Linked DNA regions of Mus musculus: region 1 is linked to region 2. The links are chromatin contacts, called in public HiChIP or PLAC-seq maps. All regions are on one chromosome and are shown on one strand. Each heading gives the region's core, a stretch centred on a gene start, on an enhancer-like site or on the middle of the called end of the contact. The rest is flanking DNA. Distances are from core to core; before and after follow the strand shown. Region 1 overlaps Gm32425 (a long non-coding RNA gene). Region 2 has its middle 78 kb from the start of Gm24911.

Region 1 (4,239 bases), core at 216-2,715, about 15 Mb after region 2:
ATATGTGCCCAGGACTACTCCTGAACATTGAAGAATCCCGGACAGAAACTAAAAAAAAAATGAGGGCCTGGGCCAAAAGAAATAAGTGATGTGTACCTGGACCTATCCTTGAAATTGAAAGAGGCCTGGGTCCAATACAACAAGTGAAGAGGGCCTGTTCCTGTGCCTGACCCTTGAAGAGGCCCGGGCCAAAAGTAAAAAGTGATGTAGGCCTTGCTCATCACTGATCCTAGAAGACACCCGGGCCAAAAGCAAGAAGTGATGTAGGCCTGGGCCTATCCCTGAAATATGAAGAGGCCTGGGCCCATCCCTGAAATTTGAAGAGGGCCTGGGCCTACGCCTAACCCTTGAAGCAGCCCGGGCCTAAAGAAAGAAATATGTGCCCAGGCCTATTCCTGAACATTGAAGAGACCTGAGACTAAAAGCAAGGAGTGATATTGGCCTGGGCCTATTCCTGATCCTTGAAAACACCCTTGCCAAAAGCAAATTTGTTGTGGGCCTGGGCCTGTGACCCTTGAAGTGGTCCGGGCCAAAAGCAAAGAGTGATGTGGGCCTGGGACTATCCCTGACGTTTGAAGAGGCCCGGGACAAAAGGTAGAAGTGAAAGAGCCTGGGTATATACCGAGCTTTGAAGAGGCCCTGGCATAAAGAAAGAAGTGATGTGGGCCTGGTCCTATCCCTGACCGTTGAAGAGGCCTGGGCACTAAGCAAAAAGTGATGTGGGCCTGAGCCTTGAAGAGCCTTGGGACAAAAGCAAGAAGTTATGTGGGCCTGGGCCTCTCCCTGAACTTTGAAGAGGCCTGGGCCTAAAGAAAGAAGTGATGTGTGCCCAGGCTTATTCCTGAACATTGAAGAGGACCGGACCAAAAGCAAAAAAGATGAGGGCCTGGGCCCTTATGCAAGAAGTGATGAGGGCCTGGGCCTATCCATGAGGCTTGAAGAGGCGTGTCCAAAGCAAGAAGTGATGTGGGCCTGAGACTATCCCTGAAATTTAAAGAGGCCTGGGCCCAATGCAAGACATGCAAGCCTATGCCTGACTCATGAAGCAGCCTGACTCTTGAAGCAGCCTGGGCCTAAAGAAAGGAGTGATGTGGGCCTGGGCCTAAACCTTATTCTTGAATGTGGGGCAATGGGCTATGTACAGACAGCCTGGTTTCCAGTCGAGGCTAGATCTTGAACCCCGGGACCCGGTAGTGACAATTCACTTACATGGGATGGAAGTTCTCTCATGGCTCCTGGACCCTCCTCCACAACCCCCACCAGAGAGGCGTGGCTATCAGCCACTTAAGAACAGCACGAAGCCCTCTCACATGCAAATAAGGTTTCCCCCAAACTCTCAGCCCAAGCCAATGAGAGGGGCTTGCTGTCAAACTCTAAATCACTGCCAGAACTGTGTATAGGAGAGCCATGCAGGGAATTAAAGGAATGTGAGAACTATTCCTTTGTCTGACCCTTTTGTTCCAAGAGCTGTAACACTTGGGAAGAGATCTCTCCCGAAGAGCTGTGCCTGAGTTCTGCTGCATTCCTCACTGGATTGTAGGCTTTTCACAGACCCAGGCTCAGAGTTACTGAGCAACCCAGAAGGCATGGCAGAGGCTTCGTCTGTCTCCCTGCCTCCACTCACTTCCCTTGCTGTGGCCTTCCCACCTTGCTTGGAGAGGGGTCTCCGTGGAAAACTTCTGGTACTTAGGCCCACATCTGGAGACCAAAGTGGGGCAAGAGTGAACAAAACGACCACACAGAACTAATACTCCGGGAAGGTGATCACATGGATTTAGACAAGCTAAAGGGACAACTGAAGCCTTCTGGCCAGAGCTACTCTCTGGTGTTGGCCGAAGGTTCCTCTGGCCTCTGTCTAAATCCAATGGCGTTGGCAAAGACTCTTAACTTCTCCTTAAAACAAAGAAAACCTGGTAATGCAGCAGCCAATTAAGAGCCACAGGGTGGCTGCCAGTTCTTAAATCTGCAGAAAGGCTTAGCATTTGGACCAATAGGCCAAGGGAACATTCCCATTGGACAAGCGTTTTTCATCTTTTCTACCATGTGAAACTCACCATCATATAAAAAAAAACCACCCCAGCTCAGGGAAATATGTGCCCTACTAAAACACAGAGGGATAAAGATAGACAAAAAAAAAAAAAAAAAAAAAAAAACCCAAGCCTCCTTATTTTGGGAGGAAGTCCTTCAGATAGCACCATGTATGGCCAATGATAATATTTATAGCCCAGACTCATGGATCAGAGTCGATTCTCTTATCAAAAACAAAGATACCCGAGAGGGTAAAACGCCCTCCCATGAGTTTTTGCCAATCTTAACCACAATTAGTTAGTGCATAGGGCCATCTAAAATAGGACAAACTGACAGCAACTCAGCTGCTGAGCCCCCTCAGTCAGATGAACCCAAAGGTCAAGGTCCTAAAAACCACTCCATTTCAGATCTCACAGTCCTTACTCAATAAGAGATAAAATCCATCTATCCACCCTATGCTTCAAAGGAAAACTAATTAAACCACCACCTTAGAGACTCTAGAGGGTCCACCCTCAAAATAGTCAGACCAGAAAGGATGCTACACAAATCCAATTAGAAGGGTGTGACAGGAGACTGAACTAGGGCTTTACTGCCGTGTGTAAGGTACAAACTTGAGACTAGCATCTGTTTTTAAATGGTGGACTATTAGTATCTTAGATAGCGTTTTATTGCTACAAAGAAACACCATGATCAAGGCAACTCTTATAAAGGCAAACATTTAGTTGGAACTGGCTTACAGTTTCAAAGGTTCAAATCCATTATCATCATGGTGGGAAGCATGGCAGTGTGCAGGCAAACATGGTGCTGGACAAGGAACTGAGAACTCTACATGGTGAACCAAAGGTGTCCAGGAGGAGACTCTGATCCCACTGACCAGACTTGAGCATATGTATGAGACCTCAAAGTCCCAACTCCACAGTGGCACACTTCCTCTAAAAGGCCACATCTCCTCCAATAAAGGCCACACCTTCTAATAGTGCCACTTGCCCTGGGGCAAACACATTCAAACCACCACAGCAAGCTACCTTTACTATGATAAAAGATCACTGGCAATCAACTTTAAAAAGGAAATTTTATTGTGGGTCACAGTTTCAAAGGTTTCAGTCAAAGGACTCTTAGTCTTGTTGCTTTGAGACACAGCAGATAGTTCATCATGTCAATGGTACATGACAGAGGATGTCTGTTCATATCTGGGCAGCCATGAAGCAGAGAGAAATAGGAGGGGGCAGGGTCCCGATATCCTCCTTCAAAGGCACACCTGCAGTGATCTAACTTCTTTTCAGCTGCAGTAAAGAACACGGACTGCTCTTCCAGAAGACTTAGGTTCAATTCCCAGCACCCACCTGGTGGCCCACGACTGTAACTCCAGGGCTAGGGATCTGAAACCCTCTTCTGACCTCTGTGGACATCAGGCACATGTGTAGTACACGTATATACATGCAGGTAAAACATCCAAAGACATAAAATTAAATTTTAAAATATTTTTTAAGGAGTTAAGGCTATACTAAGCTAGCTCCTTAAAGAAGTAGTTCTGGCAGAAGAGACAGCTCAGTGGTAAAGAGCACTTACTGCTCCATCAGAGGGCCCACAGTGGATGTTACCAAGCTCTGATACCACCAACTCCAAGGAATCTCATATCCCCTGCTAGCCTTCCTGGACCACACACACACACATACACACACACACACACACACACACACAAATAAATAAATAAATATTTTCAAAGAGAGAACGATAGATGTTCTGAAACAGAGCCCAACCTTCATCAGTCCCCACCAGCTCCTGATGATGGGCTGTTTCTAAGTCTTCAGTGAACACAGCAACACCTCTCTGACTACACTTCTACTGTTAGTGTTCATGCTAATTCCCCAAGCTTCCTTTTCAGTGATGGAGATGGAACCCCAGATTCCGTTGTGGCTAGACTCTCTCTACCTTCTGAAGGAAGCATGTTCACATACCTGTATTCAGCCATATCTTAGGAATCAGGTAGTAAAAAGAACATGCTTCCAGCTCCACTTCTGGAGTGAGAAGTTTAACCCTCTGAGAAGTCAGGCTGTCCTTGAGAACTTTGCTAAGAGTAGGTACTTCACTGTGAGAGGTAGGGAGAACATCTGGATAACTGTAGGCATGACAAAGACCGGGGAACAACTGAGTCGGAGAAAGATCTCTATGGAAGATAAGGAAGGAGCAAAGGGGAGCACGGAGCTGAGT
Region 2 (4,334 bases), core at 1,557-4,056:
TTATATCTTATTCAGGGAATTATCCATGCCTATATTTTTCCATGTTCAGATTAGACTGTTTATATTGTTTATGGTGTGATTTTATTGATTTTGAACTTTATTCTTCTTTTTACATTCTAGATAAAAAAAACCTTACTTGAATACAAAATTTCTATGTATTGTATTTTAGGTTGTAATACATCATTATTTCCACTATCTAAATTTTATTTTAGACTCAATATTTTAAGTTCCAAACAATTAATATTTACACTTATGTGGTTGAGATTAAGTCAGCAAATCACAAAAAAATCACTTAATTGTAATTTGCATCCTGGTTGGTTCTGTTAGCATATTTTCACTTAGAGGCGATTATTTGATTAGAAGATTGATTTTAAGTACTGCAACTTTTGCTACAGGAAATAAGCACTTAGCTGTATTTTAACTCATTCTCTCTACACTTCTACTCTCTTGGAACATTTTATTGAATTAATTAATTATACTCCCTATCAAATAATTATGAATATATAATTTTATGTAGAGTTGGGTTTGTTCTTGATGTGTTTTCATTTAATTTTCTACTGAGTGTTGGTTTTTTTTTACTGTGTAGCATTTTTAAAAATTTTTTTTTTTTATTTTTGAAGGACTCAAACCTGGCACCTCCAATAGAATACAGTATGTCCGAACTCCCAAATTATTAAATTTATTATTTCACCTTAGAATAGGAAACTATAAAATGGAATTTCTAAATTATTACATATATAAATACATCATTTTATCAGTCATGTTTGCTAGCAGAATTATGAAATAAAAACAAATTCTACATTCAAGGTACAAAGAACAGTGCTCTTTCACTGTTTTATTCCAGATTCCATCCTATTCTTTCTTGTTTTCACCCCTTTATTTAAAGCCATGGTCAAGCCAAAGGTTGATTGTTTGTCTACACTCAATAGTCCTTGGTACCAGTCCTATGCACAGCAGGTAATGGGCCCAGAACTCCTGTGACTGGAGAATTTGACAACATGATTTAGGAACGCTTAGGAATTCCACTGTGACTGAATCATGCACCCAACACCAAGCAGCTGGCACCACACCGGCAGGCTGTCATTGAAAGACCCACAACGTGAGGACTTCCCCACGTTCTGACTCAGGAGAGGTGACGCCCCAAAATCACCCACAAGAAACGGTCTTGCTGCAAACTGCAAGAGGATTTTTATTCAAGAGCACTCTCAGGCCCACAGTCATACACCACACAGGGTTAGAGGACCTCGGCCCCCCGAGTAGCTGGATAAGGGGGTATTTAAAGGAAGAAACCACAACTCAAGAAAGTGGGGAGGGCGTTGTTGGAAAAAATATACCAAAGATACCAGTTAAGAGTCACAAGGAAGTACAAAGTCACAAGTGTCACAAGGAATACCTGGTAATTGTTAACTCTCAAGACAGTTTCTAAGAGCCCCTAACAATAGCACATTTGCATTGCAGGTTCCGGTAATGGTCAGGGTGACTTTCTTTGAATGAACACTCTTTGAACCCAGGAAGCGGGTGGGTGGAGGAATGTCGCTATCTGTTTTATGATTAGCATACTTTCAAGCATTGAGTCACAAAAGCCACATTCCCAAGCCTGGGCCTAAGGGCCTAGAATTTTGTTTTTACGTTTTACTCTTTCATCGTGTGTACTGAGCATGTCCAGCATGCACACAGACTTCTCCTATTTGTTCAAATTGAGGTAAAACAGGCAAAAATACTTAACATCACAGAAGCTGCATTATTAAGACAAACTTCCTTTTGCTGCTGATTTCATATAAACTAATTTTAAAGTTATCTTTTTAAAAATCCATTAAAAATTCTGATTTTAAGCATCCAAAAAGAAAGAAAAAAGGAAAAAAAGCCATTCTTTCAAATTCATCATTAGTAAAAAACATTTGAAATGAAGGAAAATATTTCTCTCAGAATCATCATTTTGTATTTTCTGTGATACAGCTTCTCAATTCATTTTTCAATGTTAGAAAGACCCCGCACTTGGGTACCACCTGATTCTTTCTGAGCTGACAAACAATACCAACAGGACACATAAGTAGGGTTTCCTGACAGGTCTGCAAACACTCTTCCTGCAAGAACCAAAGAGGGCTGGGAAGTAGCCTCCATAACTGTACAGACATGGTTGACTACTGGTAAACTTTCTATTATGGTTGTTGTTGCTAAAATTTTAGTCCCAAGCCTCATGAAAAAACAAAACAACTGGCACCAAGTCCCAATGTGACTGTTAATACAACAATTATAATTAACCCACAGCCATGAATTACTTCTCTGTACAGTAGCTCAGGTCGAGAAGCACTGATCAGGAACATAAAACTACAACTTTCAAGAATGGAACTTGGTTGGTTCATTACCTTAGTGCTTCCAGGAAAAACAACAGCATTAGAAAATGCCGGCCCTTGAGCGATTTTCTATCTGTAATTTAACCTAGAAAAAGCATTTCCTTTAAAATGTTACTTTTTCACTGATATAGTATAGGAAATATACTCCCAGCTGACAGATGGTAATAAAACACTAGGCTTGCTTTTTTCCTGTCATATAGGAACAGTTCCAGGCAGACTGAAAGAAGAAAACTACCAAGTAGGAGTACTGTAAATGAGGTTCATGCATCTTTTGTACCCAGAGCAGAAGACCTCAAAAGTCACAACAGAAAGACCACCCATTTGTTCCATCACATAAAACTCTAGCCCAAACACCTTAGTTGTGAGCTTAATATTTCCCTAAGATGTTACTAGGAGACACTTCAGGGTACTTCAAAAGTAGCAGCAGTGACCTGCTGACAGCTAACACTGCAGAGGAAAGGCCCTCCTGGGGTCAGGCTGCCCACTCACCCCTTACCACCCCCACCCAGCATATGTAAAAGCTCCTGTGAAAGTTTTTTCTTATGCTAATAAAGACATACCACCTACTGTGCTAAAACTAAAGCTAGCAGCATTAGAGCAAGAAAGCAAAAATGGAAGCCTACAAGAAGTTCTAAATGCCTACAAAGAAAGAAACAGAGCAGCAGCAACCCCTTGCCCTGGTAATGTCTGCAAAGAATTGGTAGCCTTAAACAACCAGATTTACCCATATTAACAAGAATTTAGCAATGATTCCCCAAGACATAGAAAAACTTGACCTTTCTGTCAAAAGGGACAGAGAGTTTCTTTTAGTCCTGGAGTTGAATGACTTCAAAGATTGGCAATAAAGAAAAAAAAAATTTAAAAGGGAAAAAGAAAAAGCATTAGAGGCATGATGGGGACAAGCCTGCCATTTTATCGAACAGTTACACCGAGTTTCTCCAGGACACGGACACACTTTTCTTGGCACTCTTGTCTGGTCATCCAAAAGTTGTCTTTGTCTTTCATAATGTCTGCTAGGACTGCTCCACCCAAGAACACCTTGTGCTTCCTGTAGGGTGGGTCTTCAATTCGGATCTTAAATTTTGAAAGATTTTGCACATCTCCTTTCAGAACTCGTTCTAAGTAAAGCTGTTTTAGCTCTCATTCCAACCTCGATGGCAGGCCAGGATACATGGTAAAAGTAATCTCCAAATTCATCTGGAAAAGCAAAAAACCTGGGATAGCAAAAAGTCTTCTCAAGGATAAAAGCACCTCTGGTGAAATCACAATGCCTGACCTAAAGCTTTACTACAGAGCAATTGTGATAAAAACGGCATGGTACTGGTATAGCAACAGACAAGTAGACCAATGGAATATAATTGAAGACCCAGAAATGAACCCACACACCTATGGTCATTGATCTTCAACAAGGGAGCTAAAACTATCCAGTGAAAAAAAAGACAGCATTTTCAACAAATGGTGCTGGCACAACTGGTTGTTATCATATAGAAGAATGCGTATCGATCCATTCCTATCTCCTTGTTCTAAGGTCAAATCTAAGTGGATCAAGGAACTTCACATAAACCAGAGACATTGAAACTTATAGAGGAGAAAATGGGGAAAAGCCTCGAAGATATGGGCACAGGGGAAAAATTCCTGAATAGAACAGCAATGGCCTGTGCTGTAAGATCGAGGATTGACAAATGGGACCTCAAGAAACTGCAAAGCTTCTGTAAGGCAAACGACACAGTCAATAAGACACAAAGGCCGCCAACAGATTGGGAAAGGATCTTTGCCTATCGTAAATCAGATAGAGGACTAATATCCAATATATAAAGAACTCAAGAAGGTGGACTCCAGAAAATCAAATAACCTCATTAAAAAATGGGGATCAGAGCTAAACAAAGAATTCTCACCTGAGGAATACCGAATGGCTGAGAAACACCTGAAAAAATGTTCAGCATCCTTAATCATCAGGGAAATGCAAATCAAAACAACACT

What was found. HiChIP or PLAC-seq counts read pairs in DNA pulled down with a chosen protein or histone mark.
Region 1: an H3K27ac HiChIP or PLAC-seq map of embryonic stem cells shows a contact between it and region 2, with 259 times the contacts expected there. The contact joins two enhancer-like sites. A contact is called at or near these places in 3 of 115 datasets of contacts at active chromatin or transcription factors (all in embryonic stem cells) and 2 of 9 other capture datasets (adipose tissue and liver).

The regions. Positions count from the first base shown.
Region 1 is chr6:82,687,491-82,691,729 of GRCm38.p6, forward strand. The region is part of intron 1 of Gm32425 (a long non-coding RNA gene); the gene reads left to right. Among named protein-coding and RNA genes, the nearest start is that of Gm32425, 9.9 kb to the left of the region's middle. Within about 2 kb of position 1,466, at least 21 of the 459 cell types and tissues checked have an H3K27ac peak or open chromatin away from gene starts, as enhancers often do. A contact at or near this core is called in embryonic stem cells, where this site is marked.
Region 2 is chr6:67,880,080-67,884,413 of GRCm38.p6, forward strand. It overlaps Igk and the pseudogene Gm9729. Among named protein-coding and RNA genes, the nearest start is that of Gm24911, 78 kb to the left of the region's middle. Within about 2 kb of position 2,807, at least 5 of the 459 cell types and tissues checked have an H3K27ac peak or open chromatin away from gene starts, as enhancers often do. A contact at or near this core is called in embryonic stem cells, where this site is marked.